Regions from separate parts of the Bombyx mori genome. Here region 1 is linked to region 2. A link is a contact called in public Hi-C data. All regions are on one chromosome and are shown on one strand. The core of a region is the stretch at or near the end of the contact, and the rest is flanking DNA. Distances in the headings are between cores, read along the strand shown.

Evidence for each region. A called contact is a pair of places that touch in the nucleus more often than the background predicts.
Region 1: a contact with region 2 is called in a Hi-C map of posterior silk gland, with 2.1 times the contacts expected there. The contact joins the enhancer-like site here to the promoter of LOC105841518 in region 2. A contact is called at or near these places in 2 of 7 Hi-C or Micro-C datasets (middle silk gland and posterior silk gland).

Annotation. Positions count from the first base shown.
Region 1 is chr8:1,795,230-1,802,389 of ASM3026992v2, reverse strand. All of the region lies in intron 2 of LOC105841518, which reads right to left. Among protein-coding and RNA genes, the nearest start is that of LOC134199225, 29 kb to the left of the region's middle. Within about 2 kb of position 3,344, at least 2 of the 8 cell types and tissues checked have open chromatin away from gene starts, as enhancers often do.
Region 2 is chr8:1,719,717-1,727,063 of ASM3026992v2, reverse strand. LOC105841518 reads right to left here and starts at 5,129. Exons shown (of 3, transcript XM_062669578.1): 1 at 4,948-5,129; 2 at 1,233-4,835. The coding sequence starts at 5,129. LOC101736799 (phosphatidylinositol-glycan biosynthesis class X protein) reads right to left here. Exons shown (of 5, transcript XM_062669643.1): 5 at 5,881-7,347.

The DNA.
Region 1 (7,160 bases), core at 2,095-4,594, 77 kb before region 2:
AATATATTTACATTTCCCTTGGTTCAATATAAAAGTGTTATTTTTTATTATTATTTATTTATAAAATCCATAGTTCTAAGTATTCAAGGTTTGTGGAATGTTTTATTCCGTTTAAAACTTTCCGTTGTCCAGTGGCGTTAGTAAAATAGCCTATTAAATGAAAGGTAGGTACCCCAGAACAACCAGTTGCAAGACGATCGTTTCGCGTTACCTAATTTGTTACATATTCCTATCGTTAACTTGGCTGTCAGTTGCAATTGTACTATCGAGACATACAAAATAGAAAAGAAAAAACCAGTAAGTACCAGATTATCTTTTGCTTATCAACAGATTTTCGTGTCTTTTTTTGATTAGAAGTTATTAATGTGCCTTAGCTACTACCAATAGAGAATTTGGAAACATTATTTTTTAATTAAACGAATTTAAAACTTTAGGTCTGAGTGATTTAGGTCGATTTTCGGTCATTGGATGTTACTGGTTAAAGGAAATCGATAAATCTCCACCGAGGTGTATTCTGCTCAGATAGCGAAATGGAAGCGGTCATGCGTTCCGATTTGAAGGGTGGGGCAACAGTTATATAATACAATTGGGAGTTCGACCTTATTTCTGAAGGTGAGCGGCGGGGTTCAACGTTCTGTGTGCTTAGTGCGAGTTTTTTAACGTTCTCGATAGCGTAAAAGTTAACTCAAGTTTGTATGGGTTTGGAACGTTTGCCTACGTTTGCCACTAGGGGCGCTGTTCTCGAACTAAGCACACTGATCCCCAATTCCGCGGTATCCGCATAACTCTTGGCCGTCCGAGCTCTTCCAAATGTCTATAGAAAAATATATTTATTTAAGTTAAAAAAAAATAAAAAAAAAAATTACTATTTCTGAACGAACATTGATCGTTAGAAACGCTTTTTTTTCTTTATAGTGAGAAAGGGAAAAGAGTTATCAATCTATATATTGTTACAGGCTTAGGTATTTTGAAAACTCAATTCAGTTACATTTATTTTATATATTTTTTTTTTTTTTTTATTAACTTTTATACCAATAAAAGGCGTAAATATGCGTCCTTAGGAGAGCCGTATATACTTGCGCCTTTTGCCGTGGAGAACTTGGGGCCTTGGGGTGCGGTGGCCCGTCAGCTATTCAAGGAGATTTTCGCACGCCTCATCGACGCCTCAGGGGATCCAAGGGCTGGCGCGCATTTCGGACAAAGGTTGAGCCTGGCCATTCAAATGCCGCGAGCCTCTTGGACGCCCTACCCTGCGAGCGCATCGATTTGGGGTCGATTTTTTACGTTATCTAGTTTTATTTTTAGTTTGGTATAAGTATATATAGGTATTATGTAGCTTGTTAACTATTTTATCAAGTTACATTTATTATACGATTATCGAAAACGTTAATGAGTCAGGAGCCGCTCAGAAGATATTCAGTTAAATTTGTTTTAAAAAAAAAGCAAAGAATGATCCAGTTTTCCATAACCTCATATATTTTCAGATTGACTAGGTGGTACAGTTGTTAGAGCCCGTGATTGTTGCGGCAAGGGTCGTGGGTTCGATTCCCACATCGGGCAAACATTCGTGTGATAAACATATTTGTTTGCTCTTTGTCTGAGTGTTTATTATCTATGTATGTATGTAACCTCTATATGATTTACGACATAAATCTTAAAAGAGGTTAATATGTTATACAGGTGACATAAATGGTAATTTGAATATTGAAACATTAGAAGAAGGAACAATAGATTTCTAATGTTCCTTCTTCTAATGTTTGAATATTGAAATATAAAAAAAAAACATAAAAACTGGTGAAGCAATAACATTCAACTTTGTTTCTCTTTATAGAGCAAGTCAGTTTGTGCTGTAGTTTTACTAAGCTAAACTTTATTTTGTTGTGAATAAAATAATACATTATATGTATTTAAACGTATATAAGTATATATGTCAATCTCTGGTACCGATAGCTTATGGAATCTTAATTTGAGGTCGGATATGACCGTGCGTGATTTGCTGCCAGTTTCATTTTTCTTTTTTCTTTTCAGAAGTACACATGAAAAGAATTCTCTGTATCAAAACGACAAGCCGGAAAAACTGCTCTTTATTTCATTCTAATTAACTTTTGCAAGTCTAACGGACAAAAACCATTCAGAACGAGGAGAAAAGTTTAGATTTTTTTTCTTCTTCCGTACTTCAAATATGGCGGGTTTCTCTCCCTCTAGTTTAGTTGGAAGTATTCGCAAAAATGTTTTGGGGCTTCGTGGACGCAGGGCCGGAGTTAGAATTATAATGATGATTGTGCGATATAATTACTGCGATTTTTTAGGCATTTGCGTTGTAGATGTCTATGGGCTCCGGTAACCACTTAATAGCAGGTGGGCCGTGAGCTCGTCCACACAAATATGCAATAAATAAAAATAATATAAAAATTATAGCTTGCGAGTTGCATTTTTTCGTATAGTCCTTCCTAAACAGTGCTTAGCCCTTTGACTGCCATGCCGGTCACCGGTGACCTACGCGGCGCACTGAAGTAATTATATCGATTTTGTGTTACTAAGCCGCCTGGATTGCTTAACTCTGCCTTCGTTTGTTTTTAAGGTATATTTCAGAAATAGATTCATTCTCAGTATCATCAGATTCCTGGGAATCCTACCCGTTGAGCGGTGAATTTTTTTATAAAGATTGGAATAACAGTTTTTTTACTGGTTTTAAAATAAAAATAAACCAAATGAAAACGGTAGATTGTTGGAAAAATAAATTAAAAAAATCGATTCTTAAATGCATTTTAAAACGAACTAAGTGGTCGCCCGGTAGTCGAGATTCGACTATAATGAATTGAAATTATAAGTTTGTACACTATTATGAATATATTTTCAAAGACTTATACTTCTATAATCACAAATTTCGCCAAGACTACACTATAGAAAAATATTAATAAAGACAAACAATATTTAATCTATTCTCAATTTTACCACAGACGTCAAGAACAAAAGTTTGACAATAAATAAATAGTAAGCATGCGTGTGTGCGTCAAATACATGGTAGTGTGTGTAATGTTTTCTTTATTGATTTAATGTATATTTTATGCATTATTTAAAAAAATATTAGCATTGTGCACTTCCTCTCTATATTCTCTATAAGTATGGAAAATGTCATACTCCTCCGTCCGCGCAATTTTCGTAAAAAGGGATACAAAGTTTTTGCTTCACGTATTAATATATAAATAAATTCAAAAAATCGTTTCTTAAATGAATTTTAAAACGAATTTTGAAAATTTAATTATAGGATATAAAATGTATCGCTGAATTCGGGAGAGCGAGGGGTGGTCCCCGCGAAGGGGTGTGTGCCTCCCTCTGACCCAGTACCACCCCATGCGTACCACCCTTTCACGCCTATTCTCCTACACAAACCAAAAATGTAACAATATTGCCATTGTGTAAAAATGAAATATTTTTTTATTCGTTACTAACTTTTGCCCGCGACTTCGTCCGGGTGGAATAGTTCACAAATACTGCTTTATTTTAGAACAAATTTGGTTAGCATAAAAAACGTTATAGTGAGCCAACCAGTAACATATAGACATGTACTGTCGCGGACTTTTTATAGATCTTTTAAAGGGGAACAATTCTGTCATACATTATTTTAGCGAAACTTTAATCGTTTTTGCAGCGCATGCAGCGGACGCTCTCAAAAGATAAAAATAAACCCGATTTTGAAACATTCTTTATTGGTGCTCCGCTTGTATTGGTCTTACCGTGATGTTACATAGCTTATAGCCTTCCTCGATAAATGGGCTATCTAACACTAAATAATTTTTTCAAACCGGACCCGTAGTTCCTGAGATTAGCGCGTTCAAACAAACAAACTCTTCAGCTTTATAATATTTTATTCGTTACAATAATGTACTTAAAATCGAAAAGTAGTAAATGCATGAAGATACTAATTTCGGGAATGCGTAAATGTATCGTACGCACTTTATTTTTAACGGTAGGCAGCGACTTTGCTCTGCCCCTGGCATTGCTGTAGTCCATGGGCGACGGTAACCACTCACTATCAAGTGGGCCGTATGCTCGTTCGCCTACAAGGCCAAGGGCAAAAAAAACGTTTAAATATCTGTGAGTCGTGAAAGTTTTAGAAAATATTATGTATATATTTCTATATATACTATATGTACAAACCTTTATATAAGTCTTATGGAAATAACATTTTTAATTTGACATTAAAGATCGCTACGATTATATTCCGATGAAGTTGTATTAAAACAACAATTTATATGTACTGAATAAATACAAGAAACAGTTTAATATAAAACTCGAGAAGTAAGTAAGTAAGAGATCGAAAAAAAAATCTAATTTCATAAAACAATTTCGCAAAACAATAAACCCTGAGTGCTGGAATATAATAACTTTAATAATTCATTATTCTTTATGTTCAGATAATAAAATTACATTTTCTTAATTGACGTGAAATGTGTAGGATGGTAGATTAGATATGGATTTTATCATTTTTAGTTTAAGACACGCCCATTCTGACGGTAGGCGGAGTATTCTCGGAACGATCACCGTCGTTCTATAGAGAAACATCACTTCGACTTCATGTTTGATAACCACTTAATACAAGGCGGGCCGTGCTCCCAATAAAATAAAAAGCGTGATGAGCTCTTTTTAAAACAGCAAAAATAACTATATAATTATGGTTCATGATGTTCAAAAAATGTTCACGATTGACTTCCACGGTGAAGGAATAACATCGTGTAATAGAAATGAAACCCGCAAAATTATAATTTGCGTAATTACTGGTGGCAGGACCTCTTATGAGTCCGCGCGGGTGGCTACCACCGCCCTGCCTATTTCTGCCGTGAAGCAGTAATGCGTTTCGGTTTGAAGGGTGGGGCAGCCGTTGTAACTATACTGAGACCTTAGAACTTATATCTCAAGGTGGGTGGCGCATTTACGTTGTAAACGGCTATGGGCTCCAGTAACCACTTAACACCAGGTGGGCTGTGAGCTCGTCCACCCATCTAAGTAATAAGAAAAAAAATATCTCCGATGCGGTAAGATACGTGATCGGCACATTATACTGAGTAAATAGGTTTTGTTCATATTTCCTACATCTGTGTATGTACATATTATATCAGTCACGTACTTCTGTGGCAAATCCGAAATCCGATTAATAGCATACTAGAATGTCTCATGCGTATATAGAGGTAATAATAATGTTACACCGGTAAGAGTAACGCCATCTATCGCCGAATAGTCGAATAAATATCAAAGGATCTGGTAGCATTTTGAACGCTCGAGAAGAACAACGCCATCTATTATCAGATAGCGGAAACACACAATACTCGACTTTTGTGAGATATTCTCGACGATTCTAGGGATTACATCTCGACTGTAAAAGCGTTGCAGATATGACACGCAGTCAGTCAGTAATCGGATCTACTCGAAGCGAAACAGCGAACGGATCACCTGAAGCGAAGCGGAAGAAGCGAATTGAGAATTTTAAAGTGTTCTGTGTTTGTTCTATGTGATAAATACAGTTTTCATGTTGTACTTCGGTAGAATTTTTATTTATCCCTAGCGCGTAACCAGCTGAATCATATGACGATCCATTATCTATCTTCTATCTCTCACAATGTCATTTGTCTAAAATTACTAGCGCAAATACAAAAATGAAAAAGCAAACATGAAAATACACTTTCCCGAATTACCAACAAACAACAAGTAAATCATTATTTAGATATGAACAAACAAATTTAAAAACATTTATACATAGACGTTAGTCACACATTATAAATATTTGTTTTAAAAATAATAGGGGTATGTTTTTTTTTTATAAATACGAAACATGCTTTAGTCGTGGTACTAATTAATTTGTTGTATATTGAAATTTTTGATGCTAGTTATTTTCGACGAAAGATGCAAAACTTCTAAGGAAAAATTGTTATAGGGCGGAAAAGTTTTTCGGTCCGTTCGTTGTCCGGGTCGCATAGTTATTATCTATACATTAATACGTGAAGCAAAAACTTTGTATCCCTTTTTACGAAAATTGCGCGGACGGAGGAGTACGAAATTTTCCACACTTTTAGAGAATATAGAGAAGAAGTGCACAATGCTAATTTTTTTTTTAAATAATGCATAAAAGATACATTAAATCAATAAAGAAAACATTACACACACTACATACCATGTATTTGACGCACACACGCATGCATACTATTTATTGTCAAACTTTTATTCTTGACGTCTGTTGTCAAATTGAGAATACATTAAATATTGTTTGTCTTGGCGAAATTTGTGATTATAGAAGTATAAAATGTATAAAATACAATCATAATAGTGTACAAACTTACAATTCCAATTAATTATAGTCGAATTTCGACTACTGCGGGACCTCTAGTAGTTATTATTAGCTAGAATAGCCCCTCAAGCTACTAGCAAATAAGTAGGAAAAACTATAGTTCGACGCTTGAAAGGCAAACGTGACTAAGCGACAATGCGTGAACTTTACAGTAGACTAATTTAAAGTTGAAATACCTGAAAAAAATTCTATTTTAACGAATCTAGCTGTAGGATTGAAACGATTTTAATAGACCTAGAAATATATATTTTTTGCGCATCGAATATGGTTATTGCCTATCATTTATGTACAAAACAGTTAGTTAAGATATTGTTTTTAGGGGTTCAAAGAAGTAGTCCTATCCTATTCCCGCAAAATGTATCTTCATCATGAGTACATGGCTTAGTTAGGAGGTTTCTTTGTCTTGTTTAAATTGTCCTTGTTTATTTTTATATTCATTAAATACCTACATTCTCCTATTCTCTGTTGCTGTCGACAAATAACCAATACATGCCTACTACTAAATAAACTAAAGCAAATAGTCGAAGAGTATCGCAGCGTTGAATGTTCCAGAATTTTCCGATTCGCTCACTAGGTCAATACGCGTTACACGAATTTCCTACGTACGTTACATAGGTATAAAGGTCACATTCGGATGTCAGTGTGAAACATAGGTGGCTATACAGTATCTCGTCTCGCGTTTTGATCGATAATGCCTGTGTGTGAGTTGTGGTGTATTTTATTTGAGTGTGTGCGTACGTTTTCAAATGTCGAGTATCTTTCCGAACGAATTCTGTATTATTTTCCTTTATATATAAAAATGAGTGAGGATAAGCTT
Region 2 (7,347 bases), core at 3,880-6,379:
ACTTAATTTGGTTACAGAGGAAAGCATTGTGTAGCCCAGTGATTCTCAACCACTGTTCCGCGGCACTTTTGTGTGCCGCCAAATTTCAAAAGTGTGCCGCCAAATTTTGCGAATATATAATAATGTTAATATTATTAAATTATATCATTTTAAAAGAAAAATATTTTAAACATGAATATATAATATTTAAGTCCACAAAAAAAAAATTATAGTATATTTTAGTTTATTTCGTATATTAAATTTTTTTGATAAACTATTTATGCAGTGTGTTGTAGTAAGTAAATAATTTTTATCTTTTTTTTTTGTGTGCCGCCAAATTTTGAAATCGTTAAATATGTGCCGCAACAAAAAAAAGGTTGAGAATCACTGGTGTAGCCAATGGACGATGCATAGAATGAAGAAGTTGGTAGTTCGAGAACTCAAAATTCACATCTCAACTGGTAAAGGGTTCTTCTGCAATGCTAATCTTTGTACCAACGCCGATGAAGACAACTGACAGTCGTCAGAAATGCAATAATATCGCAACAAAGAAAATGATGATACTGTAGTAATGTTATTTCTCTAGTGTTAGTAAAACGTGAAAAAGTAAATTGGTTTTCAATTTTATAATCTAAAATGTTGTACTTTTTTTCAATCCAACTGAACGTAGGGCTCGATCGAAAGCAGTAGCTTATTAATAAGAATTCGCCCTCAGCTGTGAATATCGTCGAGAGCATCACTAATAGAAGGTAAGACGTCAGTGATTTCCTATCTAGTTAGCATGTTTCGCGAATCGCGTTTATTATACGTTCCCCTGCGTTTTGAATATCTGAAGTGTTTATTTTCTACTTGTGTCAACGAGTAATTGCTGCGATTAGGAGTCCCGAACCTGTCTAAACATTTCCGTCATCCGAAAAACGTACTTACACACGACGAAAGCTAACGGAAGAAAGATTGTACATAAACAAACCGTTTCTTGTTAATCCTCCATGTAAATAATGATGTTTTATGTATCCAACATAATCTCGTTTGAATCTGTTTTACGAGATTCATATAGTTTAATCGATTAGGTATTTAAATTTTAATTAATCGACACGTAAATTCACAAATTCGCACATATATTTTTGTGCAAACCGCGATTCCGATTATTTAATTGAGCAAATAATTGCACAATTAACAAGACCTTGCATTAATAGTTCGTAAATATGAAGTTAAGAGAACAAATAGTACTGAATTATAAAAATCGTACTCACTTGCCGAAGAGTGGATGCCATAAGTGGAAGGAGGATGGGTCGTGCGGATGCGGCGGTATGTGCGGCTGGGGCTCGCCGAGGGGCGTGGTGCTGCCGACCTCGGGCTCTTCCCGGCGCCGGCCCAGCGCGGCTGGAGTGTTCGAGCTGCGCCGAGACGTGGCCCCCGCACCGGACGCGGTCGCAGCCGCGGCTGCCACCATGGGCTCCATCAAATTATGCAGCGATTTCACAGTTATCCGCGGCCGTGGAGATTCCTGTGAGCTTGAACTGCTACTGCGCGTGCTCTGGCCCTCCGCTTGTTTCGTTGAGGACAAATAATTGTTGTTCGGATAGTAGGGCGACGTCGGGCTCTTCTGTTGCGTTGTGCGCGGAGATCTCTGGCTGCCCATCATGTTGGGGTTGAAATACGGTATCTGCAGGCCGGGCAGGGGCACGTTGGGCCTGATGTTCGGGTTCATCCCCGCGTACATGTTCTGTAGATACGGATTTTGTGGCATAGACCGCTGGCCGTGGTTGTAGTTGTGAGCGATAGGGCTTGTCCGCGCCGCCGAATGCGTTTTATTTTGATAATTCTTCGTCGAGTGCACGTACGGATTTTGAACATCATTACTTTTTGTAGTTACGTCTTTCATTTGCGTATCCGGTGTGGAGTTCGTTTTGCCGCCGCTGCGCTGAGCTGAATTCGCGTGGTTCATGGCCTCCTGCCACATAGCGAACTGTAACCGGTTATCGTAATCCATAGGAGGCATCATGGGGAAACCGGACGGCCCCATGAAACGAGACGCCGGGTTGAACATCTGCGTCAACTCTGCGTAATTCGATGGGTTGTATCCTGAGGAATTTAATGCTTTCAAGAAATTTAAGCTCTGCGAACAGTTGGCTACCGCCTCCAATTGAGTGAGGTAAGGTAGCCACAGCATGTGGTTGAGTGCAGCCGAGGTCGCGGCGTCGATGTCCCCAGCTAAGGCATCCATCGACGGTATCGGCTTTGGGTGACTCGTCTGCTGGTCAGGTTGAGGAGTGGTAGACGGTTCGGTGCATGGCGTTGTCGGCGGTTCAGCGACCGGCGTCGGTTTCGATGCCGGCTTAGGATCTTTAGGTTTGGGCGATGTTTTTCCCTTATTTTGATTTTCTAAAATAGTTTCTAATTGTGATAATGATATGACGAGTACATCGGGGTCTTGCAGCACGGCAGGAAAGGCGAATGCCTCCGGGAGCTGTAATTCCGGCCTTGAACTCAATAAGTTCATTATTTCTTTGCCGGGAGAGGCAAGTATCAAATTTAACTTATCCTTCGGGATCAACATCGGGTCTGGAACGTTATAATCTGCATTTGATTTGAGAGTCTGTAGCTGTTTGATAGGGTCGTCGTCGAAATTGAACGCGGGCCATTCGATCTTTTTAGGTTTAACTTCTCCGCACTTGTTGAACACTTTATTTATCTTAGCGAGGTCCTCGGTTGATTCACGTTTTATACGTTTCTCTTGAGGCTCGCCGAATTCCTTGTTAATTTTCCTAATTTCATCCGAGCAGCTCGACACTGTCGGGCTGGCTGACTTCCTGTGTTTTCCTAAATTCAAGGGTTCGCACTGTTGCTTCGTGATCGTAACTTCGGATGTATACATTTTAGGTGACGGAGACGAAAGTAGTGTTTCTAAAAATAGAGCCTGTTTACTTTTTGTCACGGGCATCGTGAAGATTTCCGGCGACGACGGCACTGCCGGTATGCCACTGGGCTGAGGAGATTGCATCGCATCTGATTCTCTCGAAGGTGCTCGCGGTATTTCTATCCTCCGCGGTGAGGCGTGCGGAGTGGCCATCCTTCTGTGTACGCTTAGATCTTTAGGTTGTTCATCACTCTTGTCCGACAAATTGTCTTCGATAGCGTGTGTGGTCTCGGCTGCCCTAGCCACTACTTTAGGTATATCTTTATCGACATGTTTAACGCTTAAGTCAGTCGGTGAATTTTCATCGTTAGTTGACGCCTGTGATAGTTCTTGAGCTAAATTCAGAATAGGCTCATCATCGGGAGGCTGGTCGTCTATGTCCGGCTCCTCAATTTTACTGTCAAGCTCGCCGTCGGTCTGACAATCTTCGTCTTTATTTTGTGATGTAGCGTCTTTGGGTTCGTCCTCAGTTGATGTGTCATCGCTTTGGTCAGGTATCGACCCCTGGGGTTCTACGTAACGTTTTTCGGATTCATAGCTCTCTTGTAAATCAGATACTTGTTCTGAATACATCGTGTCGGATGACGCCACGTCGTCATGTATACTCTTTTCTATGGGGTCAGTGTAGTGATTGACGTTGTTAGTCGCTTGCATTACGGAGGCTTCGCTAAGCGCCTGAAGGCCACAATCACTGGAAGGTTCCGCTACAAACACTTCATCCGACATATAGCTCTCCACGGAACTTTGATGCTCCGGTTGGGTAAGGTGGTGATCGCCTATGTGGTGAAGGTGCAGAAGACCCTGAGCAGCGGTAATGCTGCTCCGGCTCGGTGATTCGAGTGAGTGTTCGAGTCTGTCGATGATATCAGAGACTGGACCGTTATTTAACAACATGTCCTCCTCAGACTCTGCGTACTCGGCGGCCCCGTGAACTAGATGGGCGAGTTTGTCCAGCGTCTGTCCGAGGATTTGGTTATCTTCGCAACCTTTTTCGACCAGCGAATCTAGCAATGCTTCATCGTGAGGTCCTCCAAGCTCTGGCAAATAGTGCGCTTCACTGATCGTATCGAACAGATCCTTGTGCACGCTCATGTCGCCGCCGTAAGCGCTGTCTTCGGTACAGTTCTGAGCTTGGGCCTTGCGCTCGTAATACATCGCTTCCGGTGGCTTCGATGCGCTCAGATCAAAGGACATGACGTCCCGCGCTACCTCTTCCGATTGCAGGAAAGAGTAAGACGGGGCGGCGGGAGGATGCGCCGGGACGGCAGCCTGCAGATCCAGCCCGAGCGCCTCTTCACCGCGCTGTTGGTTGAATTCGAGCTCGGCGACCGCCAGCAGGTTGTCGAGCGGTGTCGGCTCGGGCACCTGCTGGCGAGGCACCGCTATCGTGTGGGAGGGAATGTGCGACTCCAGGTCGGGGGGGAGCCACGCAGGTGCGGGCTCCGGGACGGCCGGGCGACGACGACGCGGGCCGTCAGATCGTCGGCGCCGGCGCCGCTCCTTACGGTCCCGCGGTTGCACGGGAGGGATGCGAATCGAGTTGTAGATCTCGGTGCGCGGGATCACGCGCCAGCCGGCCGGGGTGCGCGCTATGCGGATGCGATTGCGCGGGTCGTAGTCCTCGCAGTGCACCTCCTGCACGGTGCCGTCTCGCTGGCGGGCCCACAGGAACACGGGTCGCAGACGCGGTGCGGGCGGGCGGGCGGCTAGACTGCGCGCGCGGCGACGAGGCGGGGGCGGGCGGCGCGGGGCAGGAGCACTCCGACTGCGGGCTACATCGGCGCGGGGGCGGGCGGCGCGAGGCTCGCCGCCGCCGGCCTGCACCCGCGGACTCACTCCGGCGCGCCGCAGCGAGTGACGAGCGACGACCGCGCGGACGCGGCCCCGAGGCGGACTGAGCGCGAGTGGAGCCCCGCCCCGCCGCCCGCGCCCCGCCCTAACATCGATCCCCGGCGCCCGCTGCACCGCGCCTGCACCGCCCCGTCACTCCCGCCCGCCCCGGCCCCGGCGCCCTCTGCCCTCGTTAATCTTAAATCCATATCTCCAACTCCGACGTGGTGCGTTCCGCCTCCGGCCGGTGTCCGTTTTCCTTGTTCGTCTCTCGACCGGCTCGGTAGCGTTGCGAACGCTGGCCCTGTGAATAATTCGAACCATGCGTTGCCCTTTCATATGCAAATGTAGGGATTGTAGTTGACATAGTCTTGTCTGGGCTTTGCGGTTCGGCAAACATTTTGCAAAGTAAACTTCTGTCACTCGCTTCATTGTTAATTGCGAGATAGAAGGGAGCATTTCGAAACAATATTAACCTTCCTTCGATAGTGATTTATAATACTAAAATAAACTATTCGTATAGGGGTTGCGCTGTATAGTTGTAGTTGTATCACTCAATACAATTAGTATGTGTTCACTACCTATTCAATGTTTTGGTTTATAAAACAGGTTTTTGTACTCTAGCCAGGCGAATTGATACTTGTGCTGCCACCTAGGTACCGGATTAGGTTAAAATTATAAACTTATGCTTCTCTGTCTATGCAGGAACTTTAAAAACACGAATCCAACAGTTCCACGATTAAATCACAGATGTCACTTTTATCATTTTTTGTGAGTTTTAAAATTCCCAAAACTATAAATTGAAGCTGTCCAGGTTTCACACGCTCCAAACGTAAATTAATTATTGCAATTTAGGAGACCGTTGAAAAAATCTACAAAAAATTGGCTCTAAATCTTTGACAGGAATTCAATTAACGAATAATAATTTTGAAACATGTTTGGTATAGAACAATGACGACAGTCAATCAACGTCCAGGTAAAAACGTAATAAATAATGTTTTATCCTAGTTCTGCCGTTTTTCGTTGTAGTGGTCATTGATTTAGAGTACTGTACCGGGGCTCTACTTTCGAATCCTGGACATAGTGCCTTTGCTTAATTAAATTTCACTCGAAGAGAATTAGGAAAATAGTCACTCGTAATTAAAACAAAATTCAATGAAACAACTTTATTCGTTTTAATATTACATTCTCTTAGAATTACGACTAGATATTATTGTTTATGTAGCCCTGTTAAAACTATACGGAATGGCGAACATTTAAAACTTCTAATACTATGGACACAGTTCTAATAACATAAAAAAAAATATAGTGTTAGGACGTCTTGTGAGTCCGCATATTTCTGCTGGGAAGCCATCATGCATTCCGCTACTAAGGCTGGGGCAGCCGTAGTACAATGGAATTGGGATTTCAACCCTGTCTTAGGGATGGAGCAACATTCTCGCTTTGATCCACCTTTTTTTTGCTTAGATGGGTGGACGAGCTCACTGCCCACCTGGTGTTAAGAGGTTACTGCAGCCCATAGACATCTACAACGTAAATGCCGCCACCCACCTTGAAATATAAGTTCTAAGATCTGAGTATATACTGTAGTTACATTTAACGATTATAGTTACGATCATATCATTACGAAGTAGTTACGGTCTACTCTTTACAGAATAAAATGGGTTCAATTTTGCGATGGCGGCATGATTTAAGACTAAAACCATAGGATCGACTAAAATATCTTGGACTACAGCGGACCTCTCTTTTTAGAATGAGTAAATAATTTTATTATTATAGCTTCCTGATTTATTTTAATACTTAGTCTGGCCATAAATACTGTTATAATTAAAAATAAACAAAATATTACATTTGAATTTGGAATCTGTTATTTTTATATGATTGCTCATTGAGTTTTCTCATTTTGGCGCCAATACATTGTACAATATTTTGCGATATTAAAATGGAGTGGGGTGATAAAGAGAACCGAATCGCTGTGATTGCATTACACAATGTAGGTATGGAGCCAAATGCAATTTTTAAAACTCTCCATACGCTTGGTATTAGTAAAATGTTTGTGTACCGGGCTATTAATAGGTGCAATGAGACCTCCTCTGTTTGTGACAGAAAAAGATCTCGCCGTCCACGTAGTGTTCGTACGAAAAAGGTGGTCAAAGCAGCAAGGGAAAGAATTCGAAGAAATCCTGTCTGAAAGCAAAAGATTTTATCTCGGGAGATGAAGATAGCACCTAGAAGCATGTCATGTTCTAAGGTATACAATAAAGTTACAAGGGCTTCCCCACCCTTCAAACCGAAACGCATTATTGCTTCACGGCAGAAATAGGCAGGGCGGTGGTACCTACCCGTGCGGACTCACAAGAGGTCCTACCACCAGTAAAAAAAACATAACAGTATTAAAACTTTAAACTATGTTACAATTGCGCGTAAATGCATCTGCATGTATACATCATAGTCCGAAAAACACTTATTACTTTTTAATCTTATTTTAGAGGAATCACTAAAAACAATTGCAGTCTAAAATTTCCAAGAGCCTCAAAAATATTATTTACCACTTCAACATTATTATTTAAAATGTGCTAAAAAAACTCACTTAACAAAGACTACCTATTAACACTACT